Regions from separate parts of the Mus musculus genome. Here regions 1, 2 and 3 are each linked to region 4. Evidence: chromatin contacts called from public Hi-C, HiChIP or PLAC-seq and Micro-C data. All regions are on one chromosome and are shown on one strand. Each heading gives the region's core, a stretch centred on a gene start, on an enhancer-like site or on the middle of the called end of the contact. The rest is flanking DNA. Distances are from core to core; before and after follow the strand shown.

What was found. A called contact is a pair of places that touch in the nucleus more often than the background predicts. HiChIP or PLAC-seq counts read pairs in DNA pulled down with a chosen protein or histone mark.
Region 1: a contact with region 4 is called in an H3K4me3 HiChIP or PLAC-seq map of bone marrow-derived macrophages, with 9 times the contacts expected there. The contact joins the enhancer-like site here to the promoter of Rbms1 in region 4. A contact is called at or near these places in 2 of 484 Hi-C or Micro-C datasets (CD4 T cells and regulatory T cells), 6 of 115 datasets of contacts at active chromatin or transcription factors (Th17 cells, bone marrow-derived macrophages, embryonic stem cells and 2 more) and 2 of 9 other capture datasets (embryonic stem cells and macrophages).
Region 2: a Hi-C map of CD8 T cells shows a contact between it and region 4, with 7 times the contacts expected there. The contact joins the promoter of Psmd14 here to the promoter of Rbms1 in region 4. A contact is called at or near these places in 1 of 39 promoter capture datasets (pre-B cells), 1 of 484 Hi-C or Micro-C datasets (CD8 T cells) and 1 of 115 datasets of contacts at active chromatin or transcription factors (bone marrow-derived macrophages).
Region 3: a contact with region 4 is called in a Micro-C map of embryonic stem cells, with 6 times the contacts expected there. The contact joins the promoter of Wdsub1 here to the promoter of Rbms1 in region 4.

What each region holds. Positions count from the first base shown.
Region 1 is chr2:61,494,508-61,498,809 of GRCm38.p6, reverse strand. No RefSeq gene overlaps it. Among named protein-coding and RNA genes, the nearest start is that of Gm33841, 37 kb to the left of the region's middle. Within about 2 kb of position 1,644, at least 11 of the 459 cell types and tissues checked have an H3K27ac peak or open chromatin away from gene starts, as enhancers often do. A contact at or near this core is called in Th17 cells, bone marrow-derived macrophages, regulatory T cells and 1 more, where this site is marked.
Region 2 is chr2:61,709,415-61,713,260 of GRCm38.p6, reverse strand. It overlaps Psmd14 (proteasome (prosome, macropain) 26S subunit, non-ATPase, 14), which reads right to left and starts at 1,567. Exons shown (of 12, transcript NM_021526.2): 1 at 1,388-1,567.
Region 3 is chr2:59,880,483-59,884,496 of GRCm38.p6, reverse strand. Wdsub1 (WD repeat, SAM and U-box domain containing 1) reads left to right here and starts at 1,891. Exons shown (of 11, transcript NM_001379396.1): 1 at 1,891-2,019. It overlaps Gm52554 (a long non-coding RNA gene), which reads right to left and starts at 1,818. Exons shown (of 3, transcript XR_003954039.1): 1 at 1,805-1,818.
Region 4 is chr2:60,878,811-60,882,820 of GRCm38.p6, reverse strand. Rbms1 (RNA binding motif, single stranded interacting protein 1) reads left to right here and starts at 1,383. Exons shown (of 14, transcript NM_001141931.1): 1 at 1,383-1,703. The coding sequence starts at 1,635.

The DNA.
Region 1 (4,302 bases), core at 395-2,894, 620 kb before region 4:
TAAATGGCAGCTGTTTAGAAAGTATCACCTTTGTAAAACTTGTTTACCACACCTAAAATTGAACCCTAGAGAGAAAGTCAAATGTTCTAGACCCATCTACCCATACCCTGAAAATTTCCATAACTTCAAAACACAATATTTTCATCCCCAAATTAGATTATCAAGTAAAGTTCTGGTAAAAATATCACCAGGCATAATCGCAGCAATATGTGCTGGAGATGAACAGTCACCAGAGTCAAAACAGAGATGCACTTCATTAAAAGGCTCAGGGGAAGATAACTTGTAAATTGGTCGTTACATAACCGACTGTATTAAGTAAGCTTATGTAAGCTTACATACATCTGTAAACTGGAAAATTCCTGCCTCAGACTTAAGAAGATAACCCGGACGATTTAGAAAACCTTACACAGTTAGGAATAATTAAAGAAACTGCACAAGGTTTCATGTTTGTAACGTGAGAAATACATCTCCTTCTGGCAAGTGCAGGAGGGGAAGGGTTAAACTATCACTCCTCTCTGGCAATTTCTTATCACTTGTGTAGGATTGCTAAATGTCAAAAAAGTGTTTATTTTATTTATTTATTTATTTTTTTTGCTAACAGTATAAAACCGAGCATACTGTGAGACATAAGGTAGCAGGTGTCTTGGCTCTAAACTATCAAGTCTGTGGGCATTCTGTTGTAACAGGTGCTCCAAAAAATTCGAACAGATTTTAACCAGCGCTGTACGGGCTTTTTAATTAGCCTGGTTATTCAGTATGTGTAAAAAAGCATTAGGTAGATGCTTAAAACATCATAGGATCTAAACACAAATGCTGCACACAGTCACTCTCTCTTTCTTTCTGGCTCCGTTTTGCTTTCTGCTCTTACATTTGATGTATGTATTTCCTTTGTCAGAGAACTTCCCCCACTGAGGCAGGAACGTGACAAAAAACTATCACTATTGTTAGTAACCACCAAGGAGATCTGGAAAGATGTCTTGTGATCACATAGATACCATACAGCTCCGAATTAGCTCAAGCTAGTTATGTATAAGGAGACAGGCTAATCCTCTTCAAAATAGTGTCATTATACAGTTATATGCCTCATAAGTTGATCGTTGCCAGAAAGACTTTACTCTCAATTTCTACAGCATGTAATAGGATTTTATTTGGGATTGAGGTTTAGAATTGGGGGAGGGGTATAAATATCTATGACATTCATCATGCCTTCTCCTTCTATTTTTACATGCTAATGTCATATTTAATCCTTATAACCTAACTTCACAACATTCATTGATCTATAAATATTTACTGAAATCTATTATGCAGGGAGAGAGAGTGAGAGTGGGGGGAGGGATGACATAGAGAATAAAGCAGGGTTTCTAAGCATCATGGGCCTATAACCCCACTACTTAACTATTTAGGAGGTAGAGACTGGAGGATCTGGAGTTCAAGGCTGACCTGAACTACATAGCATGTTTGTGGTCAACCTGATTTTCATGAGGATGTCTCAAAAAAAAACCCAAACCAAACTAACTAAACAAAACTATGCGCACACATTACAGAGTAGAATATTTTTCAGAACTTCATAGCATTGTGAGCACAGCATACCATGGGACTTGAAAGCACGGGGCAAATGACATTTGAGGAAATGGAACCAAGTTTCTCAGAAACATGTGACATTTAATTTTGGTCTAGAAAGAGTAGACTCTTGAGGCCATCCCCAGCAGACTATATATATGAATATGCAGACAATGACAAAGAAGAGATCATGAATTTGGAGAGCACAGAAGGTTTGGGGGAAGGGAAGTAAGGGGCAGGAATGATGTAGAGGCATCATGTATGTATGAACTCATTTTTAAAAACTACCATAAACGAAGGATGATAGAACAGGGGGAAAAATAGAAGAAAGCATTGCATCTTCTGAAGCTGAGACTACAGATGGTTGTGAGCCACCTCGTGGGCTCTGGGGACTGAGTTTGGGTCTCTGCAAGAGCAGCGAGTGCTCTTAAATGCTGAGGCACCTCTTTAGCTCATACGTTTGTTTTGAGATGAGCGAATGGGACAGTACCAGCCGCTGGTGTTCGACACTGCACCATGCTTGATGCCGTGGGCTTTGCCCACTTCACAACAATTTGAGCTCAGACATATGCAGTACCAAGAGTGGCATTTACCATAGCATGCACGACATCTTTGATTCTAAACCCAAGCAGGATCTTGTTGGATCCGACCTTTAAGTATAATTCTCACAGGGGGCAAAAACTGAATAAAGTCCAAGCCATTGTTTTTGGTTTTGAATACAAGCATACATGTAGTGTATACATAGATATGTTGCATACATCTGTGTGTACTTTTTTTTTTTAATTTGAGAGTAATTGAGGGATTCATTTTATTTTAAAGGATGAATAGAGGAAAAAGTTGAAAAAGCCATTTAAGGGGTAAAAATTAATGGGATTGGAAAACATCGATCTAAGTCGAATCCCCCCATTTCTCCCTCTGCACTGCACTCTGGTTTTATAGGTGAGCTTATTTATGCACGCATTAACTCCCTCAGCTATAAGCAAATCCAAATGGCTTGGAGAGTAGCAACAAGACCGGAAGTCGTGCTGGCATTGAGCTTTGAGCAGGAACGCATCCTTCAGGCTGCTGTACCCCACCCCCACCCCACCCTGAGCTGTCCAGGCAGAATCTTCTGGAACAGCACCTACCGGCGTCTTAATCCCTCACAATTATGGATTTATGTGTGAATCTTGGCAGCCTCAGAAAGAAGAGGGCTCAGAAGGAAGGAGAACTGTTTATCTTTTAAATGGTTTGACTGTTGGTTTACCTGGTTTCACAAGGAGACATGTGACACAGACTTGATTGCCGGCTCTCAGCCATCTCCTCTCATACTAGAAGTGGCCTGGAGTCTGGAAGCCAAGTCATGCACTCAACATATGTTTTGAAAACTGACTGACAGAAATGACGCATGTACGTGTGGCTTCGGGAACCGAACCCGGAGCCATGCACTCTGTCACAGAGCTAGCCTCTCAATTTTTCTATACATGAAGCAGTGAAATATTTCCCCAGGGCCTGGCACAGCCAGGCACAGCAGACAGGAGTTCTCATTTCTCTTGTAGAGGATCCAGTTTGGTTCCTATCACTCATATGGCACGAAACCAATCTTTGGCTTGAGTTCCAGGGTGCTGACGCCCTCTTTTGGCCTCTTAGGGCACCAGGCATGCATGCATGTGATGCACACACATACATGCAGACAAGACACTAAGGAACATAAAATTAAAATTAATAAATGAATAAACAAATAAATCTTTATGGAGCTAGAGAGGTGGCTTACTGGTCATGAGCCCTGGCTGCACTTCCAGAGGTCCTGGGTTCAATTCCCAGCGTCCACATGACCTCTCACAACGACCTGTAACTTCAGTTCCAGGGGATCCGATGCCCTCTCTGGCCCCCTTGAGTAGCAGACAGGATCGTGGTGCACAGATATCATGTAGGCAAAACATTTGTACACATAAAATAAAAATCAATAAACCTTAAAAAATATTTTTGCCTTGCCGGATTCTGTGCATCACACTGATAAATGTATTAACTTTGGGGGGGGGGTATCTTTAAAAAGTTTCTTTATAGTAAAAGCTTGTATAAAGACATGTTATTCTTTCAACCACTGTAGCTATAAAATGGTACAATACACGCAACAGTCCATTCTTTCTCCTTGGATGGTTTGTCTGGGAGACGATCACTACTTATTATTTTTTTAAACCGAGAGTTGACTGATTATATCCTTTGCAACACCAAGCTGGTCCTCTTTTTCTTCATGATTTCTAGAAATCTCTAATAGGAAGTTGCAATGTCTATTCTAAATGGATATGAATGATTTTAAAATTGAAAACTTAAACATAAAATTTTATTTTTAATCTTCTAGAAGGATAAGTTGACTTTCATGAAAAATTATTGCTTAATATAATTCATTACACTTAATCACACACGATTTAATATCTCATATTATGAACCGGAAGAAGGTTATGTTCAGAGACTAGCAAGGTACCTTGCCACTTAGGACTTCAACATGTTTATCTACATGTTGATTCATTTTTTTATGTTTAGAATTTCTTTGAATAAGCACTCAGAAATGCAAGATTTCAATTCTTGTCTGGCGTTCAAAGGCCAAGAAGATTTTTACTGGTCTAAGTGCAGGAAGCTGTTGGCTACCTTCCTTCTATTCCAGAGGAAACTAGACCTGCAGTACTGAGAAGCCACCACAAGAGGGGGCATGTCTCCTGGAAATGTGAGGATTTCGACTGGTTTTCAGACTAAGGCTGCCGG
Region 2 (3,846 bases), core at 318-2,817, 830 kb before region 4:
TATTTCTTTGCTAACATTTAAGGCCTTTTCTATAAATTAGATCTTTACTAGCGCTTTCATATTATTTTTGTTGTTGTTGTTGTTTTTGTGAGACAGGATCTCACTGTATAGCCCTAACTGGCTCAGAACTCGTTTTTGTAGACTAGGCTGGTCTTCAACTCAGAGATCAGCCTGCCTCTGCCTCCTGAATTCTGGCATTAGAAGTGTTTACCACTGTCTTGAAGATTCTATTGCTGTGAAGAGACACTATGACCACAGCACCTCTTGTAGAAAACATTTCATTGGGGCTAGCTTACAGGTTCATTTTCATCATGGTGAGAAGCATGGTGGCATGCAGGTAGACATGGTACCTCAGAGTTTTACATCTTGATCCACAGGCAGCAGAAGACTGTGTGCCACACTTGAGCTTATGACACCTCAAAGCCCACCCCAACAGTGACACACTTCCTCCAGCAAAGCCACACTGCCTAATAGTGCCACTCCCTTATGGGCCTATTGGGGCCAATTACAAACTACCACAGCCATGACGTGGAACTTGGTTGCCATTTTAACTTTTTTTTCACTCCGTGCTAAAGTGGAATTACATGCCTTTAACTTCAACACTTGGTAAACTGAGGCAGGATTATATTAATTTAAGGCCAGCCTGGTGTACATAATTAGTTTTAGACCAAGCAGATATACTGAGTAAGAACCTATCTCCAAATTAATAAGTAAACAAAGCGTTCCCAAATTTCTTAAGACTCTTTTGAAATGCGGGCATCATTCTTTGGCAGACACTGAGTTCGATCGACCCACGGGAAAACTGAGTTCTAATAACCCGCAGCAGCGGTAGTTGATTTCTACTTTACTCAAAAATGGACATGTAACCATTCACAGACCAGTACTCAAGTGGAGCAGTACAAGAAGTAATGGCATAGCAGGAATAACCCAACTTTATTCTAAAAACATTCAGGATTAAAAGCATGCCTCTCTGAAGGTTTTTAAAGCTAGCAGGACAAACGATTAAGCGAACATCCTCGCTCCTTTTCTTCCCTGGACTGGAAGTTTTTCAACACAGGAAGATCTAAAGACGAACACACGTAGATCATAAACAGGGTTCTGCCAGTTGATGGGTTAAAGGTTCCCAAGCTAGAGGGAAGCAGAAACGTTTGCAAGGAGATGACATCCAGCCCTAACCCTGCCGGACACCCGGAGGTGAGGGAAGAAAGGACCAAGGGGTCCGCAATCCCATCAGGCCCCGGACTCCACCGGCAACCTGGCTGGGCAACGTGACTCAGGAAAGCCCAAGGCTTGAAGGCGGCCTAGCGAGGCAGGCTCCCGGACGTCCCAGGCCCGCCTCGGGGCTCGGCTGAGGCCGCCTGAAGAGAGCTCGCGGTCTGCATCCTACCTGGCCTTGTGGCGACGCGGCGGCGAGGGCAGCGCCTCACACTCAACAAGGACCTGGCTCGGAGAACAGGCGATGAATCAGCCCGATTCCATTCAAAAGAGTCGCCCAGGCCTCTGCAGAGAAGTACTTCCGGGTTCCCGGCTTCCTTCGGCTTCCTTTCTTCTACCGCCAATTGGAGTCCGCCGGGGAGTGGAGCCGGCGGGGGGGGGGGGGGGGGGGGCGGAGCCGGCTGGGGGCGGAGGAGCACACAGCGCACGCGCAGGCCGCCTGGTCCCGGTCCCCGCGAGGCGGAAGTCAGGCGAGCTGCTCCGCCCTCCTGGTTTTTTTCACAGTGCCAATCCTGCTTCACTGAGGTCTCCATGCTTTGGGAATTTTGGAGTTATCAGCCTTGTGGAGGCTAGACTTGGCTTGGTTCTGTCCTTCGCCTTTGTGGCCTTCCTCAAAATGTAAAAGGTTGAATTAAGGTTTTCTTGGTCACTTGAAAAGCAAAAATTAAAGGGGTGGGGGATAGGGAGATGGTTAGAAATATACAGGCTCTTTCCGCATACAAGTTTACCTCTTCTTGCCTTCACTGCCTAAAAAAGGGGTTATAGGCCGGGCGGTGGTGGTGCACGCCTTTAATCCCAGCACTTGGGAGGCAGAGGCAGGCGGATTTCTGAGTTCGAGGCCAACCTGGTCTACAAAGTGAGTTCCAGAACAGCCAGGGCTACACAGAGAAACCCTGTGTGTGTGTGGGGGGGGGGGGGGGGGGAACCTCAAGGAAATTTGACGTTTTTCCAGTGTTCCTGCCTCTTATTTTCAGCTGTTTCAATACGTATTGAAAAAAAACTACTTCTCTACATAATTAAACGATAACGGCCTTTTATCTTTGTGTTAGATTTTCAAAACAAAGTTACTCAAATTAACTTTGGCAAGTTTCTATCACATCCTGGGACGCCGTTTAGGTCACTCACCATGTTTATGGATTACTCCCACTTTCTCAAATATGTTAAAATGCATCTTTAAAGCGTTTCTTTTTTTTTTTTTTTTAGATTTATTTATTTATTTATTTATTTATTTATTTATTTATTTATTATATGTAAGTACACTGTAGCTGTCTTCAGACACTCCAGAAGAGGGAGTCAGATCTTGTTATGGATGGTTGTGAGCCGCCATGTGGTTGCTGGAATTTGAACTCCGGACCTTCAGAAGAGCAGTCAGGTGCTCTTACCCACTGAGCCATCTCACCAGCCCTAATTTTTTTTAAAAGCATTCCTGACTCAAAAATCACCATGGAACTACTGAATGGTAGAAGAGAATGGATTACAGAATCATTCCCCTTTAGTAAAACTCAAAAGGAATATGGCTATTACAAGAATATGGTTATGATGGTTTGTATATGCTTGCCCCAGGGAGTGGCACTATTTAAAAAGTGTGGCCCTGTTGGAGTAGGTGTGGCCTTGTTGGTGTAGGTGTGTTACTGTGGGTGTGGGCTTTGACACCCTTATCCTAGCTGCCTGGAAGACAGTATTCTGCTAGCAGCCTTCAGATGAAGATGTAGAATTCTCAACTCTTCCTGTACCATCATGCCTGCCTGGATGCTGCTATGTTGATATCATCAAGATGCTGCCCATCTTGATGATAATGGACCTATAAGCCAGCCCCAATTAAATGTTGTCCTTATAAGAGTTGTCTTGGTCATGGTGTCTGTTCACAGCAGTAAAACCCTAATAAGACAGTGGTTAAGTCTTACTGGGCCTGGAGAGGTGGCTCAGCTACTAATCACTTTCACTTTTGCTGCTCTTCCAGAAGACCCAAGTTCATTTTCCAGCAACCACAGTGGGCGGCAAACTGCTTGTAACTTCATCTCCAGAGGATTCAGTGACCTTTTCTCTCAAGAGCACCGTACCCTCACACACATACATAAACATCCACATTTTAAAACATTATTTGTATTAATTCTCAAAGAATTAATAAACGTTAAACATATTCACTTCCCAGCTCATTCTATAACCCCTCTCTCAAACCTTCCCTCTCTTCGCACCCAACCTGGAACCACTCCTCCCTATCTAGTCTAGTTTGTGTTGCCCAACTAACAACTAACAGGAAATGTGGTTGACCTGCCTGGGGTTACATAATTAAAAGCTGTCTCTTCCTCTCCCTTCCCTTTGCTAGTGGTAGGATCTGGTACCTACCTTCCCACCACTATGCTGGAGTTTTGTCTGGCTTGAGTTTGCTTACTTCTTATGCATGTTGTCACATTACTATGAGTTTATTGTGCATCCGCCCAATGTCTAAAAAACAGTTTCTTTGATCCACCACCTCTGCTTCTGGCAATCTCTCCATCTAATCTTCTGAAAAGAGCCCTGGGCCTTGGAAGAAGGGATGAGATATGATGTATGATTGAAGCTGAACACTCCACATACTCCTATTCCCTGTGCATTGTCTCACGGAGAGTCTCTGTGTTAACTGACATCTAC
Region 3 (4,014 bases), core at 642-3,141, 1.0 Mb after region 4:
GGTCTTCAGATCAGATCGTAGAGGACACACCCGTGATTCAGGTAGTGGGATAGAGTCCCTTTCTGTTTCTTTTTCACTCCTGTCCATGAAGCTGGGACTCTGCTCTGTCATGCACCACCACCTGTACTTTGGAACTTTCTGGAGGTGGACTATTGCTGGAACATGGAGATCATGTGGCTAAATCAATGGAAGATTGATGGTGGCAATATCTACTTTGATGTTGTTGAAGCCAATGTAGAGACCAGAAGCCAAAAATATACTACGTATGCTCCCCTCCCCCGACTTTTACCATCTGGTCTCAAGGACTCAGGTGGTGCTACAGAGGAAATACCTGTCCATCTGTCCAAATTGGGGAGGAACAGAGACCTAACTCTATAATCTTTTCTTTATAAATGATTCCTATTTGGCATATTTTAGAAAGTCTTCCATATCCCAAGGTTTTAAGCAAGAGACAAGCTACCAGAGAGGGCTTGCCTCTCCCAAACTACCTGTCCCATGGGGTGAACGTGCTGCAGCAAACAACTGGTGTTTGTAGGCGGGGTCTACTAGTCCCTTGTCTAATTGCTGTGATAAAACACACAGCAAGAGCAACTTGGGGAAAGGGTGGTTCACTTTGGCTCACAGTTCCAGAGGATAAAGAGCATCGTGACAGGGAACATGGGCAGCACTGCCTGGGGAAACTGGTCACATTGCATCCAAGTCAAGAAAGAGATAAACACTGGTGCTCCTTTTTCTTCAGCCCAAGTCACCGAGTGGGATGGTACCACCACAGTTAGGGTGGACCTTTCCACCTCATTAGCCTAATCAAAAAAATCCCTCACAGCCATGTCCAGAACTTTGTTTCCATGGTGATTCTAGCTCTGGACACATTGACACTATTAACTATCACCTAGGTTTCTTTCATAGATTTCACAGATTTTACTAAGATAATAGCCAGTCAAATTGATGGAGATGTGCTGCATCCTTGCAACGGGCCTCAAAGGAAAGAAGGCGTGACAGACACACATCCACAGAATCTGGGATGACATGGTCTGGGCTCTCTCATGGAAAAGGCTGCAGAACCCTGGGAACCCAGCCTGTTTAATACATACAGTTGGACACAGAGAGGGGTTACAGTTCAACATATAGCTGAATTAAGATGGCAGGGTTTATAGTATACAGCTGAACAAGGAGACAGGCTTAGCTCATCACTAGGAGCAGTCTCTGTGGGGGACCAGTCTTCAGGCGGTAAACATCCAGGAGGACAAAGCTAGAGAGGACATTTCTGCACACCCCGTTAACGTTAGAACGTCAGACAGGAGGGGTGGCTTTTCCAGTCCCATGGCTCTAAGGCACTGGGCTCCTTGATACGGCTATGCCCATATCAAACAAAATACACATTCACCAGGGCTCCAGTCACTATGGAGATAGAAAAAGATAACACTCAAGTCTGGCAAGAATGTGGAGAGACAGGCACCACTCTACATATATCATTCAGAGTACAAACCATGCCAAGTACAAACAACCCAGAGCCACTGGGTACTTGGTATGTAACGTAAGTCTGAAAATTCTTTAGGCTCATACACCCAGTAGTTCCATTTCTATTTAGCTCTAGTTGAGGTTCAGAAGTGTGGATAGAGATCTAAGTACGAAGGAGCTTAATCTAACTTTTTTTTTTCTGTGAGCAAAAAAGTTAAACTACCATTCGGCAGTATGATATAGTCCCATTTGGACCATTAAGCAAAACAAAACCCAAAACAAACAAGAAAAAAAACCAACTTCCAGGTAAATTACCACAGCCAAAGCCCACAGGGAACCGGCCTACCGGAGCTGCCGCGGGCACGCATGCGCGGGCATGGGCGCGGGGTGGGGCTTGCGCGGCTCTCCCTGCGCCGCAGCCACGCCCACCTCAGTTAGGTAACACGTGACCCAGTGAGTCGGGCTCTGCCTAGTGAGCAGCCCAGCCCAGCAGCCCAGCTCGGGGCCCAGCCCGGGGCCGAGCCCGGGGCAGTGCAGACTTGGTGACCTCAGAACCCGGAGGTGCGTGACCTCGACCCCGGAGCCGCGCAGGGGAGGAGCCGCCCGGAGGCGGGACTCTCAGTCCGGGTGCGAGGGAAGTGAGTGTGGGCTGCACGCCAGGTGGCGTTGGGGCGGGGGCAGGACCGGGCCACCGGGTGGGCTGCGGTCACGCACACCCCACTGGCCTGCTGGCTCGCCCGGCCTCTTGTGCGCCGAGAGAGAGAGAGCGGGAGCCGGTTCGGAAAGTCTCTCGCTGCATTGGCACTCCGGGGATTTGGACCGGCTCCAGAAAGCTCCATCTGAGCTTGTTTTCCGAGAACCTGTTGGAGTGTTTCTGCTTGTTTTGTTTTGTGAGGCTATGAGAGACCTGGAGGGAAGGCTGCTGAACTTTGGGAAGAAGATGAAAATGAAAACATTTACTTATTTATTTGTAGAGATTTCCGTAAACTAGATGAAGACAAGAGATTATCCATTTTACAAGTCGAGGTCACGTCTGTTTCTTAGGGATGGTTTCAGCCGCGATTGTTACTCGTTTGTTGGTTTTCTGAGACTAGTTAGGTAGGCTTTACCTCCTTGTTTAGCTGAAGGTGATCTTGAACCCCTGATCCTCGTCCTGCCTCTGCCTCCCTAGTGTTGGTGTTACAGGCTCAGGCCAGGATGCCCGGCACTAATTTTTAATTATACTGTTTTTCCACAGTTAGATTTTTGTTTTGGAAGCTTTACTTTCTAAATCATTCCATGCTAGATTTCATATGTAACATTTAAAAGCAAACTCAACTATATTTGGAACGGAGTTTCATTTGAGCACGTTAGGTACCTAGCACTGCCTTGCATGCTGTGGTTGCAGAGATAAGCAATATGGACAGGGTGCCTACTTCTTTGTGGTCACTGGCGGTGGGAATGCACACAGGGGCTGCCGCTGCAGGAATCAGTATGAAGCATTCTCAGAAGACTGACATTCGACCTGCCTGTACAACATCTTATGTAGCCAAAGATCTAAGTCCTACCACAGAGATACATGCACTGTGTGCGGTACAAGGCTGCATACCACAAGAAATGGAACTGATCTAGATGACTGTTGCCAGTTGGATTTTTTTAAACTGATACAAATGGATTTTTAAAATCGGTACATATACACAATAGAATTTTACTTTGCCACAAAGAAAAATGAAATCATGATATTTGTGGGAAAATGTTGGAACTAGAAATGACCCTGCTAAGTGAAATAAGCCAGACTCACACAAATGCTGGTCAGCCTTGGATACCTGAACACAATGCCCCCCTCTCCCAGAATCTACCATTGGCCAATAGTTCAGAAGTAAGAAGCGGTGCCTCACGAGCCACTTCCCTGATCCCTGTCTTGACAGCGCCAACCTTGTGCGAGCTCAGCACAGTAACAAGGTTGCTGGGCATGTATGATTGCAGTGGCTATATCTAATGAGTGGGATTTCAGAGCACTTCCTCTGTCCGCTGCCTTTGAAGTCTTTTGGTTCCCTGTCTTACAGTTGTTCCTAAGCCTTAGAAGGGATGCTATAAACATCTTATTTCAGGCTGATTCCTCAGCTTTCCTTAGCCTCAGTATCTATACTGCATTCCATGAGACTCTGCATTCACCATCGATGGCAAAGAGAGGTCTCTCTGGGGCTGAGAGCAGCATTTATTTGGCTGTGCTTATAAGCACAGATACTTAGAAGGACAGTTTGACTCTTCGTCAATTAAGCTGAACAACAGTAATAAGTTTCCCCAGGACCTCTCTAGGCATAGGCGATAGACAGGTTTTTCAGTACTGGGCATTGATTCCCATCTGCCCACAAATCCAGTCAGAGAAGGATTGGTTGTCTCCCTAAGAGTTGTGCCACTATTACAATGGTGGCTACATCTTGCCTGCCAGGTTGTGATTATAGTTCATAGAGTTTCGGCTAGTTAAGATTTGTCTTTTTTCTCCATCAGCCTCCATAGCACCAATGGCATTAACAGCTAGCCAGCATGGAGGAGGTTTCCAGGTCGCTTGCAGCT
Region 4 (4,010 bases), core at 134-2,633:
GTATGCACCGAATACCCTAGCCTTTGCTGTTTTTTTTTTTTTTTTAAGTGAAAAGAATTAGGATTATGTGTGTGTTGTGGGTGTGTCTGCTTTCAATAGGCAAGACTTATTATTTCTTGTTACTTTTGCTGGAACTCTGGGGACTTTGGAAGCAGCTGACTAAGTCACCAGCAGGATTTCTGGGAAGTATAATTTTCAACTTTGTTTTCAGAAAAGTCTCTGAATGGCTACACTTTGGCTAGAAAGTTGACGTTCATAGCATCTCTGTGACAGCCAGAGTTTGAGTTCCTTCTCTTGTTAAGACAAGCTGGGATTTTTCATTGTTGTAGCAGATGGGCCTTTCCAGGAAGATGTTAGAAGCCAGGGAAGACCTATGTATGTGTACTGTGGCTGTAATCCCAGAATTCAGGAATACTTGTCAGGGACCCCGTCGCCAATTTAAAGATGGCAACCAGCCCTGGTAACCCTATCCAGAAATGGCTTGCTTGACCACCCTCTTCTGAGGCCTCCACATCAACATGTGTTCAAAGCCTGCTAGCTACATCCAGAGAGGTGACTGCAAAAGGAGCGGCAAGAGAAGCAGTTTTTATTTTTTTTTCCACTTGAGAACAAAGGAAATTACTCCTGTCTTTGTCCCTTTCTTGCCGTCTTTTTAATAACTAGGTTGAATTCCTGTATCTTCTGTCTTTTCCAGGAAGGACAGGTCTCCCCTTTGGATGGCTTATAAGGTTTTCATTGCTTTTTTGATAATGTTGTCTTGAAGGAAAACTCTTCCTCTGTGGCACAAGAATGAAATTGAAAACTTTCCCGGGTGTATTTGGGTGAGGGACTGGAAAGGAAAACACAAAAACAAAACAAAACAAAACAAAAAAAACCCACCCGTTTGCTCTACAAAAATGTAGCATGCTTATAACTGGGGGGCTGAGAAGTGTCCTGGGAGGTAGATCTGGACAGGGAAGTGAGAGTAATTATCCGCGCCTTTTCGGGACCAGGGGCTGCTGTGAAAGATGAAAGAAAAGGCGGGCCATTGGCTTCCTATCCAGGTGTTCCAGCGGTTCCCGAAGCGATGCCCTTAAAAGGGGCAGCCAAGTGGGGTGCGAAGCCACGGCGACGCCTGGCCCAAGGGCCTGGGGTGGCTGCTCCCAGGAATGTGAGGCATGCGGGGCGCCAGAGCCAACCATTGCGCGGGATGGGGGCGCCGCGCAGCCCGGGTTGCCGCCCCAGCCCGGGAGGCCGAGCGCGGGGGCCGAGGCCGGGGGAGCGGGCGCGGCCGGGCGGCCGGGCGGGCGGGAGGCGCGGGAGGGCTGGGCGCGGCACTAGGCGGTGCGCGGCTGCTTCCCCGCCCCCGGCCGGCGCGCTCTCGGGGCGGTGGTTGAGGCGGCGGGAGGTGGGGACGCGGCGGCGCTGCTCGTCCGCTGCCGCCGGCACCGCGCGCGAACTCCGGTCCATGGCACGCAGGGCGGCGGCCCCCGGAGCTGCTCGAGAGTCGCCGGCCGCGCGCGTCGCGCCGCACTTTTAGGGCGGGAGCCGCGAGCCAGTCCCCGGCCGCATCCTCCCTCCGCCTGCCCGGACAGGCGAGAGAGGGAGTTCCCGGAGCGCCGCGGCCCCGGTTGCCTCAGCTCCCCGCGCCCGAGATGATCTTCCCCAGCGGCAGCGGCCACCCCGGCGCTGCCGGCGGCTGCAGGACGCCCTACCGCAAGCAGGTGAGGCTGCCGCGCTCCCCAGGCCTGCGCCGAGCGCGCGGGGCGGTGACCCGGTTTCGGAAGGAGGCGGCGGGCGGAGAGATGCCCGGGGGGACCGGGACGGGGACTGGCGGAGAGGTGGGACGGGCAGGCGCGCGGCCAAGGGCTCCGGCGGCCCGCAACAAGTTTGGGGGTTTCCTGGAGACCTTTGTGTACAGAGGAACTGGGGATACGTCGGGGCAGTGCTTTGCATTGCACTAGGGGACCTCCAAGAAACCTGTCTGATTCATGGGGAACCCGGAAGACGTGTGTGTGTGTGTGTGTGTGTGTGTGTGTGTGTGTGTGTGTGTTCGCGCGCGCCACCCTTCTTATTTTAAAAAAAAAAAAAAAAAGACAAAAAAGAAAAGAAAAACAGGAACTTCTGTCACTTTCTCAAGGTTTTCAGAAACACAGGGAAATCCTGTGATAGAGATACTGGGATAAGCCTGAGTCATACACACGCCTTTTCCTATTCTAATTTTGTTTCATACATTTTCTAACAGATTGAACTCCAAAGGCACTTGAAAGGTTACATCCGAATCCCCTGCCTGGAAAAGGAGTGGAACTGGCAGGTTTTAGTTTCGGTCTTTTGTTTTTAACATCTTTGTTTTTGAAAGAAGGTTACTGAAGCCATGTTGTGATAAAAACCCCACAGCCTCTCAGCAGCAGCAATAACAACAACAAAAACCCTAGCTCTAAATTATGTTAAAAATGTGCAGGTCTGCTCAGAAAAGGTTAAACTCGTTTAGAGGTCAGTGACAGAATGCTTGTTGAAAAAGAAAAGGCAGCATTGCAGATCTTTTCCCTTCGTAATAAATCTCTAGTCTACACCCTCAGCCACAGAGACAGATCAATTAAGTTATCCCAGTAATGATAGCAGCAAAATGCACCCTTCCACGTAAACTGTGGTTCCATTAAGATCCAGATGTGTGGCACTGGAGCCTGCTGAGTTCTTTGTGGCGGTTTGCAGGATTATTGTTCCGGCTGTCCAGCATCAGCCCATCTGAAATGCTTCCTCGGGGTCACAAAGTACTATTTTCTATTTTACTTTCTTTGCCTCTTTTGTTTGTTAAAATTCCCCTTTAAAAGAAGTAAATAAATGTCCCTGGGTTTCAGTGCCCACGATGTCCAAGCCACAGCCTTTCTCCTGGATTAAGAAGTCCAATCTTTGGGTTACAAGTTTAAAATCTTTACTGACGACTTGGCTGAGATAGATATGCACAAGGTCAGGATTCACGGACGGGTATCTCGAAAACTCACTTCATGTGGCTTTATTTAAAATAAGTGCCCTCAGATGCTGTGTGCCAGCGTCAACTTCAGAAGTGAGGCCAATTTACACTAAAGTATTCTCCCAAGCCCTCCTCCCCCCACCCACCTCTCTCTACCTGAAAAGATGGCTAATTATGTTAGGGCCTTGTGTATTCATTTATTTGTTGTCAAAACCCAGCAGGGTGTTAGCTCTGAAATGGGAAAAGGCTCAGAGGGTGAGGCCTTTTGCTGAGAGAGGCTGGAGGTTTGGTTGTGGAGGGGGGCACAGCCTGCTGGCTGGAGCATGCTGATAAGATGCTCTTTTCACAAGCCTCTCCTTAGACTCAAAGACTAAAAGGGCTGACTGAATCAGAAAAACAAACAGACTTTCTTTTTTCTATAGGCAAAGAAAGAAATGAATGTGTAGGCATTATACAGACACAAGACCCTGGGTACCAGTGGTATTTGAGTCAAAGGTTTCTTTTGTTAGTATTTTGCCATTCACTGAAAAAGCACACTTGGAGCGCAGGGACCTGGTTACCGTGAGTGACTTCATGATCTCATCCTGGCTTAGCCTGAATGGGAAATCTAATTAATACTTCTTATAAGATGCTGTGATGCAAAGCTTTGCGCCTTTCAGTTCATAAATGCTTTCTTCAGTTTGCCGACAGAATTGGCAATTTTCAGGCATATAATGCAGTTTGATTTTCATCTAGAAATACACAATCAGCTGTTAGGGGCTGATTTCAGATAACTTCCTTGAGGAATAAAAAGGAGTGTGAGGGATACTTAAATCACCTTTGGAACGCCTACAAGTCAGAATCACTCTTAGTATAGACACACACAGAATCGTGGTAGCTAACGATCACCGAGCACCTTACTACCTGCTGGCTGGCATTTGGAATGTTTCTGTGGATTAACTGATTTCATCACATTGGCAGCGGCCCTGTGTGGTAGGTAATATTAGTCTCTACTTTACAGTGAACATTAAAGCATGGATTAAATAACTTGCCCAGAGTCCATACCACCCAGCGTGCAGAG